2 separate regions of the Sus scrofa genome follow, and region 2 is linked to region 1. The links are chromatin contacts, called in public HiChIP or PLAC-seq maps. All regions are on one chromosome and are shown on one strand. The core of a region is the stretch at or near the end of the contact, and the rest is flanking DNA. Distances in the headings are between cores, read along the strand shown.

Evidence for each region. HiChIP or PLAC-seq counts read pairs in DNA pulled down with a chosen protein or histone mark.
Region 2: a contact with region 1 is called in an H3K27ac HiChIP or PLAC-seq map of alveolar macrophages. The contact joins the promoter of DAGLB here to the promoter of ZNF12 in region 1. A contact is called at or near these places in 1 of 5 promoter capture datasets (liver) and 1 of 2 datasets of contacts at active chromatin or transcription factors (alveolar macrophages).

Annotation. Positions count from the first base shown.
Region 1 is chr3:4,451,828-4,457,145 of Sscrofa11.1, forward strand. It overlaps ZNF12 (zinc finger protein 12), which reads left to right and starts at 3,184. Exons shown (of 5, transcript XM_005653056.3): 1 at 3,184-3,682; 2 at 4,614-4,678. The coding sequence starts at 4,640.
Region 2 is chr3:4,739,883-4,745,200 of Sscrofa11.1, forward strand. DAGLB (sn1-specific diacylglycerol lipase beta) reads left to right here and starts at 2,000. Exons shown (of 16, transcript XM_021086077.1): 1 at 2,000-2,203; 2 at 4,915-5,066. The coding sequence starts at 2,109.

The sequences.
Region 1 (5,318 bases), core at 1,934-4,433:
AAAAACATAGCTGACAAAATAGGGAAAATATTTGTATTCAATGCAAATCCAAATGCAAAACAAAAAGCTTTATATTCTATTTCTTGGAATTTTTTTTTTTTGGTTTTGGTTTTTTGCTTTTTTAGCGTTGCACCTGCAGGCCGTATGGAAGTTCCCAGGCTAGGGGTTGAATCAGAGCTGCAGCTAAGCCTATGCCCCAGCCACAGCCATGTGGGTTCTGAGCCACGTCTGTGACCTACACCACCGCTCACCGTAATGCTGGATCTTAACCCACTGATCGAGGCCAGCAATGGATGGAGCCTGCATCCTCATGGATGCTAGTCAGATTCGTTTCTGCTGAGTCATGATGGGACTCCTACATTTTTATTTTAAAGTCTAAATAGTCTAAAGTCTTTATAGTCTAAGTACCCATATATGAAGAGATCGTAATGAAGCCAAAGTCAAAGGCGGACGTTCGCTGCTTCTGGTCAAAGTGGAATCACGGGATCTAGGTTTATCATCCCAGCTCAAACAAGCTTAAAATGGGGACATACATGAAATGACAGTTTTAGCCATTTGGAGAGAGGGAGAGGGCTGGACATCCCACTCATCTGAATAAATCAATATTTATTCCCTTTTTTAGAGGATTTCCTCAACAAAACTTGTACCATACTTCCAAAGAGAATCCAGGCCACAGTTCAGGGCAAGGGGCCTGAGGACCCCAGTGTGTCTCCGGGCTGAAGGGACAGAGTTGGGTGTTGAGGTGGTCACAGCAGCTGGGGTTCACCCCCCCCCGGCAGAGAGGAGTGAGGTACAGAGGGCACCCCAGTCTTCCGCGGAGACCCGGGCAGCTCACGTGGAGGAGGTGAGAACTGGCGGCCGGATGCAGACTGAGGGCGGCACTGCTCATGCGCGGCGCTTCCAAGCTGCTCCGGGCTGCGGACATCCTCCAGCTGGTGAAAATGGAAAAAGCTCTCAGAGAAACGCCCCTGGAGGTTTTCCAGGCTCAGGCACAGACAAGGTGTGGTCGTGTCGTTTCCTCGGTGAGAATTCCGGCACAGGCCACACTCAGCAGCAGCAAGAACCAGGAAAAGTCCGCTCCTGGCTTTAAGCAGCCTCTTTGAAGAGCAGTTTTGGAGAAGTGCACATTTGGTGCTGGATCAATTTAATGCAGCAGTTCGGCTGGGGGAATCAGGAAAATGGGTTTCGTGCTCATTCATTTAGATGCATCGGTGCTTACTTCCGTTTCTAGAGCACTTCCTCCAGAAACTTGTAGTATAAATACTTTCTCTGTCCCTTTCACATGTATCTAAGCTAAATCACTCCCTTGCCAGCCTTACAACCAGAGATGCTTTTGTTAAGAACCAGAACTATCTCTTTATCTCTTTCTATGTTGCCAGGGGAGTTTAGGCTTCATGCCAGACACTTAGAGCTGTAACAACCTGCTTGTCATAGAGATAGACTTTTTTTTTCTTTTTCTTTTGGATAAAGTGTATTAACTAGCAGGGAAGAGCCACTCCGATTATGGGATGAATTTGGTACGATCTCTGCAAGTTAGGGTGCTGTCAAGTCCTTTCACATGAGACAAGTTACCATTTATCTTGAGAACATGTATGCATTGGATATTATCTGCTGAGCGATATAAAAAGATGAGGTTTAGGAGTTCCCTAGTGGCCTAGCAGTTAAGGACCTGGTAGTGTCACTGCTGTGGCACAGGTCACTGCTGTGGTGCAGGGTTCCATCCCTGGCCCGTGGAAAGTCCTCATGCCGTGGGCGCGGCCAAAAAAAAAAAAAAAAAAAAGAAGATCATTTTATTTGCACTCTCATTAGTAGTTTGCCTGTGATGTGCAACACAGTCTGGTTTAATGATTACTTAACAATAGAAGTTTTATTTCTACATTTGTGGAGAGGATTTTCTAGAAGTGGGTGGAAAATTTTATTTTAATTTTTTCCATACCAGCTTTGAAGAAAAAGTTGGCCAAGAACACAGTTACATTATTTCCCCAAAAAAGTGATAAATCATCGTCCTTATGATTTTACACTATCCTCTTTGACTGCTAAGATCCCCAGTATCTGTGGGGTTTTTTTTTTCTCTCTCTCTCTCTCTTTTTTTTTTTTTTTTTTTTGGTCTTTTTGTCTTTTTAGGGCCGCACCCATGACATAGGGAGGTTCCCAGGCTAGGGGTCCAATGGGAGCTGTAGCCACCAGCCTACACCACAGCCACTGCAACCTGGGGATCTGAGTTGTGTCTGCGACCTACACCACAGTTCATGGCAACGCTGGATCCTTAACCCACTGAACGAGGCCAGGGATGGAACCTGTGTCCTCATGGATGCTAGTTGGGTCTCCAACCACTGAGCCATGAAGGAACTCCTGTTGTTTTTTTCTCTAGTTGATTTTTCTACGGTTTTTGAGGGCCGCACCCTCATATGGAGGTTCCCAGGCTAGGGGTCAAATCGGAGTTGTAGCCACCAGCCTACACCACAGCCACAGCAACTCGGGGTCCGAGCCGTGTCTGCGACCCACACCACAGCAATGCCGGATCCTTAACCCACTGAGCGAGGCCAGGGATCGAACCCGCAACCTCATGGTTCCTAGTTGGATTCGTAAACCCCTGAGCCACGACGGGAACTTCCGATTTTTCTGCAGTTTTTAATGCGTTAGTTGTGTAATCTAGATAAGCTACAATGTCTGTTTTCTTTTCCTTCCTTGGATAAACCTTATGCCCTTGGGAATATTATTTTATATCATGTCTGGGCATTTATTTTATTCCAAACTTTTAGTTTTAATGAAAACTTCCAGTATTTCAGTTACGTGAACAAGATAAACTCCTTCTCCTCTCCTGGTTATGGGGAAATCTCAGTTCTAACCAGAAATATCTCAGGCATGCTAAGCATCAGGGCTCCAGGAGGCCATCAAACAGCCCTGCTTGAGGTCACACCTTTCCTTGATCCTTAACAGGAACGAAGACAAATGCGACTTGAGTTCCCGCTCCAGGCAGCCAGTCCTCTCAGCACAGCACCTCTTAACCGCCTGATGAAGCGGATACATTTACGACGTTCCCTAACTTGACGGCGCAGAGGCTTATGGGCAATAGAGTCCGGCGGCGTGTCTGGCTCCTCGCTGTGAGCCCTGGCAGGCGGACTTCCGGCGCCCTCCAGTGTTTGTGCGCCTCGCCCTGGGCGCGTGTTCGCGCCTGCGCACTGCCGCCTCGCCGCAGCCGTTTCCTGTCGGTGCCCCGGTCGCCGCTGGCCTTCGTTCCCAGGCTCTGGCCTCCGGCTGGCGAGGGTTCTGGGGCCTGCGGGGCTGGGCGCCGTCCGGCGGGGCCTGCACCCAGCGGGTGCGGGCTGTGCGGGCGAGGGTTCGCGCGGGCCGGGTGGAGGCTCGAGCGGGGACTTCCGAGCTCGAGCCCCGGAGCCCCCGGCCTGGGCAGGAGGGGCTGAGGGGCCAGGCGGGCAGGGGCGGCCGGGCCCGGGCCCGACCGTCTGTAGCGCGCGGGACGGTGAGGTCCCTGGAGGTCGACTTAGGCCTCAGGAAGGGAAGTTCTCCTGAAGGGAGCTTGTCCCCTAGGCCCAGAGTCGGCTCCTCGAGCCCAGCGACCTCGAGAAGCGGAGAGGAGGGACCCCGGGAGAGGCACTCGCCGGAGGAGCCACCCCCGGCCTGGAGCTTCGGGAGCCCCGGGCGGGTCAGCGAGTCCCGACAGGTAAGTCGTGCATCGGCGGGTAGCAGGGTTGGAGGAAGCCCACCCCGAGCCCCAGGAGAGAGCAACCAGGAGGGTTTCACCGCTTCCCAGAGATCAAAGGGCAGGGCCGGCTGGGAGTTCCGGGGGTCCTGGGGGAGCAGTGGTTAGAGGCTCCGCCGCGGACGTGCTGCGTCCCCTCCTTTCTCCACATCCCTACACTCCTGCCCCTCGCTCTCTAGGGATTCCGCACGGGTCTGTAAAGGCCCATCAGCACCGTGGTTCTCTAATGTAAGTGTCCGCTGACTCCTCTCCAGGTTCTGCCCTGCAGAACCACACAGTGGAGTGAGGAATGAATCTGCGAGGCACCTGTCCTACTGCCTTGGTTGAGGGTAGAGGAGATTGGACCTGAGAAGGGAGGAACTTGTGCCAGGTCACCGGGTCTGTAGGTGGGATTGCTTACAGGACTCAAAGTCGCAGGCCAGTGGTCTGTCCACTTAAAGTTAGTTTCTCAATAAAAAGTTTTTTTGAGCGTCGCGCTTACAGTGCGATGTACGATACTTGTCCAGGTAATTGAAAGTCTGAGCCGCTCCTGCTTGTATCCCTTTACTCAGAGCATCTTTGGATTTTCTGAGTTTGAGTTGTTAATGGGGGTTAGTAAGAAGAGACGTCTATAACTGTTTATTAAATTTTATATTTAATATTGGAGGATTATTGTAATAGGGTTCTGTGGTCATTCACTGATGAGAAAATGTACCCACACAATCACCACTGACAAGTGGGAGTTACAGGTGTGTGGGTGAGGGCTCCCTCTTGACTCTTCCAGGACCTTCTACAGGGTAAAGACAATCTCCCCCAGATTTCTCTCATGGAGCCTGAGCACAGGTGCCCTGTATGAAAGCGTTTCCTTGGTGAATTCTTCCATAGCTTCACTGCCTGCGTTTTCCTCCACCAGGTGGGCCTCCACTTTCACAGTCCTGCATGTTTTTCCAAGAGCAGCAGAAAATGAATCAATCTCTGGTGAGTTTTCCTGTTTATGTTTTGTACGCTTTACTTTGTTTTGTAACAGTACCTTAGGAGGCAAATAGTTCAGAATTTAAGACAGGAAAGTAAACATAGAGAAAATATGTGGTTAGTCAGAACATAAAGGAGCAGGTCAGGTTCCCTGTAGAGCCCATGATTTTCCATCGCTCTTAAAGCCACTGTATAAGCCTGTGTTCTTGACGTCCATTTCCACCCCCCCCCCAAAAAAAAAAGAAAAGATAATTACCATCCACTTCTTGACTTGCATTGTCCTGCCAGAATGCTTTGGTTTTTCCTTGTTAAAAAAAAAATTTTGGAGTTCCCATCGTGGCTCATTGGTTAACAAATCCGACTAGGAACCATGAGGTTGCGGGTTTGATCCCTGGCCTCGCTCAGTGGGTTAAGGATCCGGCATTGCCATGAGCTGTGGCGTAGGTCGCAGACTTGACTCGGATCCCGAGTTTCTGTGGCTCTGGCGTAGGCTGGTGGCTACAACTCCGATTTGACCCCTAGCCTGGGAACCTCCATATGCCGCGGGAGTGGCCCAAGAAATGGCAAAAAAAAAACAGAAAAAAAAAATTTTTTTTTGATGTGCCTGCTGTGGCTGCACCTAGCTTTTCTAAATGACAGCCCTTAA
Region 2 (5,318 bases), core at 750-3,249, 290 kb after region 1:
AGGATATATGTGATCACAATCTTTTCTTTTCATTTTATGGCTTCACCTGCAGTATATGGACCCCTGGGCCAGGGGTCACATTGGAGCTGCAGCTGCAGGCTGTGCCATAGCCACAGCAATACCAGGTCCTCAACTGAGGGAGGCCAGGGATCTCAGCAACATCCTCACAGAGGCCTCTGCAAAGAGCTGGAGACTATGCACAAAGTGCAGCCCTGCAAGACCCTAAGCTGATGGGCCTGGGCTGATGGTTCAACAAGGTCACTCTAGCTGTTGCAGGGACAATGCACCATAGTGGGTAGTGGGAGGCAGAGCAGTGGGGAGGCCGGGCCAGGCACATCATGGAAGGGGGCTCGGACAAGGGTGGAGGGAAGTGAAGAGGCTGAGCAGTGGTCAGAACCTCTGCACTGTGGAAACGCCTGCCTGGGAGGAAGGGGTGGGCAGATCGGGCTACTCTCCACTCCTCAGCCCTGAGCTGCATGTGGCTCTGTAGCCAAAATGCAGCCTCTGTACACCGACACCAGTGAAATCTCAGAGACAAGGGTTTTGGGTGAAGCAGAAAGAACAGCATTATTGCTTTGCCAGGTAAAGGAGGATACAGCAGGCTAATGCCTCAAAACTGTGCCCTGCCTTGGGAGGGGATAGCAGGAGATTTTATAGGTTTATCTCAGAAGATAGGGTTATTGATTAAGGTGACTGTATTATTCTCCCTCCACAAATCATTTCAGAGTCGTGAAGTCCAGCGTCAGCCAGTCCCGTGATGCTTTCTGGTTGTCTTCGGAGTTATCGTTCCTTGACCTTTTCTCTGGAAAGAAAATTGCCTACAGGAAGGGATGTTAGGGCGTGTTTCAATTACAAAATAAATTGCTGGGGCGGAGGGGCGGAGTTCCTGTTGTGGCACAGCAGAAACTAATCCGACTAGGAACCATGAGGTTTCGGGTTCAATCCCTGGCCTCGCTCAGTGGGTTAAGGATCCTGCGTTGCGGTGAGCTGTGGTGTAGTTCGAAGATCTGGTGTTGCTGTGGCTTAAGCCACAAGCCGGCAGCTGTAGCTCTGATTAGACCCCTAGCCTGGGAACCTCCATATGCTGCGGATGCGGCCCTCAAAAGCAAAAATAAAACACTAGGGGCAATATAATTGAAGCAGAAATTAACCTATAGTAAAAGAAAGCAATTAAGCAAGGAAGAGATCATTTGTGAAAAGCTGGAGTCTAGGTACAATATAAAGTTAGTGAGCCAAGGCAGAGCGTGTAACATCGTGTCTCCATGTTGCTACAACGCTCATGTTTTTACTAATCATTAACTTTTTTTTTTTTACATAGAGTGTGGTTTTATTTTTTTATTTGCTTTTTAGGGCAGCACCTGCAGTATGTGGAAGTTCCCAGGCTTGGGGTCGAACTGGAGCTGCAACTGCCCGCCTCTGCCATAGCCACAGCAACGAGGCTCTGACCGGGTCCGCGACCCATATAGCACAGCTCACTTGCGACACCTGATCCTTAACCCACTGAGCGAGGCCAGGGATGCAGCCGGCATCCTCAAGGATGCTAATCAGGTTAGTTACCTCGGAGCCACAACAGGAACTCCCTAATCATTAACTCTTGAGTGTTCGAGACTGAGGGGAGGCCTGGGAGGCTAAAGGAAAAGACTTTTACTGCAAAACACAAGGACTTAGGGTCTGGTACACGGTTTCAGCTTCAGGCCCAGAACCAGGGAAGGGTCCCAAGTCCGCACTCCAGACGGTGGAAGGCAGACGGAGCAAGTGCATCACAGACATGCAGCCCCACAGACCTGGGTGTGAGCTGCAAATCTGCCACTAACTGCCTCTGGGCTGGCGACGCCCTCGGGCCAGGAAGAGTCCTTCTCTCCAAATGAAAACAGCTGAACCGATTTCACAGGTGAGAAGACGAAGGTCTCCAGCATTTTCCGGCCCAGCGTCTTCTGCGCAGGCGCAGAGTCCCTGCGGCGGCCCCGTGGGGCTCAGTGCGCGTGCGCTGAGTCGGGCGCCTGCGCGGAGTCCCGGTCCGGCGCCGGCGGAGACGCGAGGTCCCGGGGCTCTCGGTGGCTGCAGGCGCGCGGCGGGCTGGCGCGGGGCCGGGCGGCGGGACCCTCGCCATGCCGGGAATGGTGCTGTTCGGCCGGCGCTGGGCCATCGCCAGCGACGACTTGGTCTTCCCGGGGGTCTTCGAGCTGTTCCTGCGAGTGCTGTGGTGAGGACGGGGTGCGGTGCGCGGCCGGGGCGCCGGAGGGAGGGGGCCGAGCAGCCGAGGGCAGTGTCAGTGTCCCCGGACTGCGGGCCGGAGCCGGCCCTGCTGTCTCGCAGGTGGTCGTCTCCACTGTCCGAGGAGCGGGGTGCCATTCCTCTGCCCATTCATAGATGGCACCCTGAGGCCCAGAGCGGGTGGGCCGTGCGCGGGGTCACCAGGGTGGACCCGCCACCGGTTTGTCCGCGCTGCAGGGCCCCGCACGCCCACCCCCCAGCCCCTGCGTGCGGACCTGGGATCGCCCTCGAGCTGGGAGCAGCCGCCTGCTTCACTCCCGCGTGGTGCGTGGACCCGCACAGCCTCTTGTATCTGCCAAATGCAAGATTGGCAGTAACACCCTTCGTGCGGTTCTTAAGCCAGTTGCAGCTGATTGTGGCTGAATTCCATGATGGGCATACAGACCTAGCATTTTACATTGTAGTCTTTCAAAGTGTGGAATCCGTGAGAAGTAGAATCAGGTGCCCGAAGTCTGTCCCCAGAAGGTCTGAGCAAAGAGTAATAATGTTTAACTATTAATATTAAAAAAAAAGTAGATTTTGGAGGGGAAAAGAATATATAAAAACATGAAATGTTATGAGCTGCTTCTCAGTTGTTTCATGGCTTTCAGAGCCAAGTCTTTCCAGATCATTTCCTGTTATTATTTCTAGACGCAGTCATCATCCCCCCCAAATGACAAAAGCATAGGAAGTTACCCCATGAGTTCCTGCTGTGGCTCAGTGGGTTAAGAACCCAACTAGTATCCCTGAGGATTCGGGTTCGATCCCTGGCCTCAGTCAGTGGGTTAAGGATCTGATCTTGGGCAAGCTGTGGTGTAGGCCAGCGGCTGTAGCTGATTCAGCCCCTAGCCTGGTAACTTCCATATGCTGCAGGTATGGCCCCCTCCCCCCCAAAAGTTACCCTAATCCACTTCCCCTTCTGGCCAGTTTCTTAATATGGTGACCTTGCCCAATGGTGCTGTGCCTGCTGCTGAAATTATTCTTGTGAAAAGTCACTGTTGCATTGCTGGTGCTGTGTTTCATCGTTCGCACTGAGTTACAAAATATACTTAAATGGGTCCACAGTCCTTGTCCTTTCAAGTTTATCAGTATTCACCGCAGAACTTCTTTCCATAGCTGGGTTCCCATCCTCTTGTTTTGCACCACACACCACAGATTGCCATGTGTTTGTCAGTGTCTTATTAATTCACGGAGGTATGAATTCTCTTGTTGATAATTGAACAAGCATATACTTTGTTGGTTTACCAGGTGCCTCTCTTGGGGTTATGATGGGTCTGTGTTCCAGCAGTTCATGTTGTGCCGAGACCAGCTGAGCAGGATGGGGCTGAAGAACGGGTGCTGTGAAACTTAAGGAAAAAGTTAACATAAAACAAGACACAGAGACATTTATCTTAAGTAAAAGTGGGAACCAGGGGAACTCAAGGTCTCAGGGACCAAGAGCACAGCCTCAAGAAACCACACTGCTTTGATTGTGCTCTTTAGGGTGACGTCAAGTGAGAAGGGGGTTGTAGGTGCAGGATATAGGTTTTTTAAGTTATTTTAAAAGTCACATAGCCGGTTGCTGATTAAGCTTTTATTCTGACATTTAGGCATTTAACAATCGTTAGCATTTGAGGAAGCTTGTCATCAGCTATCTATGCATAGCATCTAGAGAATCGCCACTGTGCTTCTGTAGACGTGTGCCTAGGTTTGCACCTTGGTTCTCCTTGCTAATGCATATCCTGCTAAGGACCCCTTACAAACCGCTTGAGGCCATGAGACTCCTCTTTTATTCTTAAGAGGACGTATCATACTGTGCAAACCAGTCTGCACAGGTCCAGCGAGCCTAGACCAACGCATTAAGTCCTCATTCCGCTGACCCTATGAATAACTTATGCCTTTAGATCTTTGTTCTTCAGCTTAAGTCATTTACCAGCACTGCGACTGTTTTTCAAGCGGGAAGATGGGATAAAGTAAAGCAGGACAAGATGGAGTTTTCAGCAAAGAGGCTAAGAAAATATTGTAGAAACATGTCTCGCGACAATGTTGCATTTGCTTGTTTACAGCTTTAAATATGTTACTGTGGGTATAGAATGAGAACAATGATGTAAGCATAGAAAGAATAAAACAAAAAAATTTTTTATAAGCCATACTCTTCAGTTGACTCAGTAAATCTTCTCTTGATGGAGGTTAAGTTTTTTTTTGTTTGTTTGTTTTTGTTTTTTTGGTCTTTTTAGGGCATATGGAGGTTCCCAGGCTAGGGGTCCAATCGGAGCTACAGCTGCTGGCCGACACCACAGCCACAGCAACACGGGATCAGAGCGGCGTCTGCGACCTACACCACAGCTCAAGGCAACGCCGGATCCTTGACCCACTGAGCGAGGCCAGGGATTGAACCCACATCCTCATGGTTGCCGGTGGAGTTCGTTAACCACTGAGCCATGACGGGAACTCCAATGGAGGTTAAATTCTAAAGAGAACCTTGACTGCTGTGGTGCGGGTTCCATCCCTGGCCAGGAACGCCCGCATGCCCTGGATGTGGCCATAAATAAGTAGATAAATAAATGAATAAAGTGCACCTCGCCTTGTTTTGGAAACTTTTAACTCCTTTAATTGCCTTTCGTCGTGTGTTACAAAGCAGCTCCTTCTATTCCGTTTCTGAGCCTTCGTGTTTCTCGGCAGGTGGATTGGCATTCTGGCCCTGTACCTCCAGCACAGAGGGAAGCTGAATTGCCCCGGTGGTGCCCTGCTCAGCAGTTACCTGATTGTGCTTATTGTCCTCCTGGCACTTATCATATGCACCATGTCTGCCATCGTGTGTGTCAGCATGAGAGGTAAAGAGTCGTCTTTTCTCTTTGACGCCTATTCTTTTTTTAACCGCGTTATTGAGATAAAATCCACATGTCATTACAATTCAGCCTTTAAAGGGCACAGCCCAGTGATCTTTTTGGTACGTTCACAGAGTTTGCATCCTCTCCCGTGATCAGTCACAGAGCGTGTCCTCACCCCCAAAGGAAATCCTGTACCCGTTAGAAATAACTTCCTCTTTTCCCCCCAACTCCCTCAGCTCTAAGCAGCCACTCCTC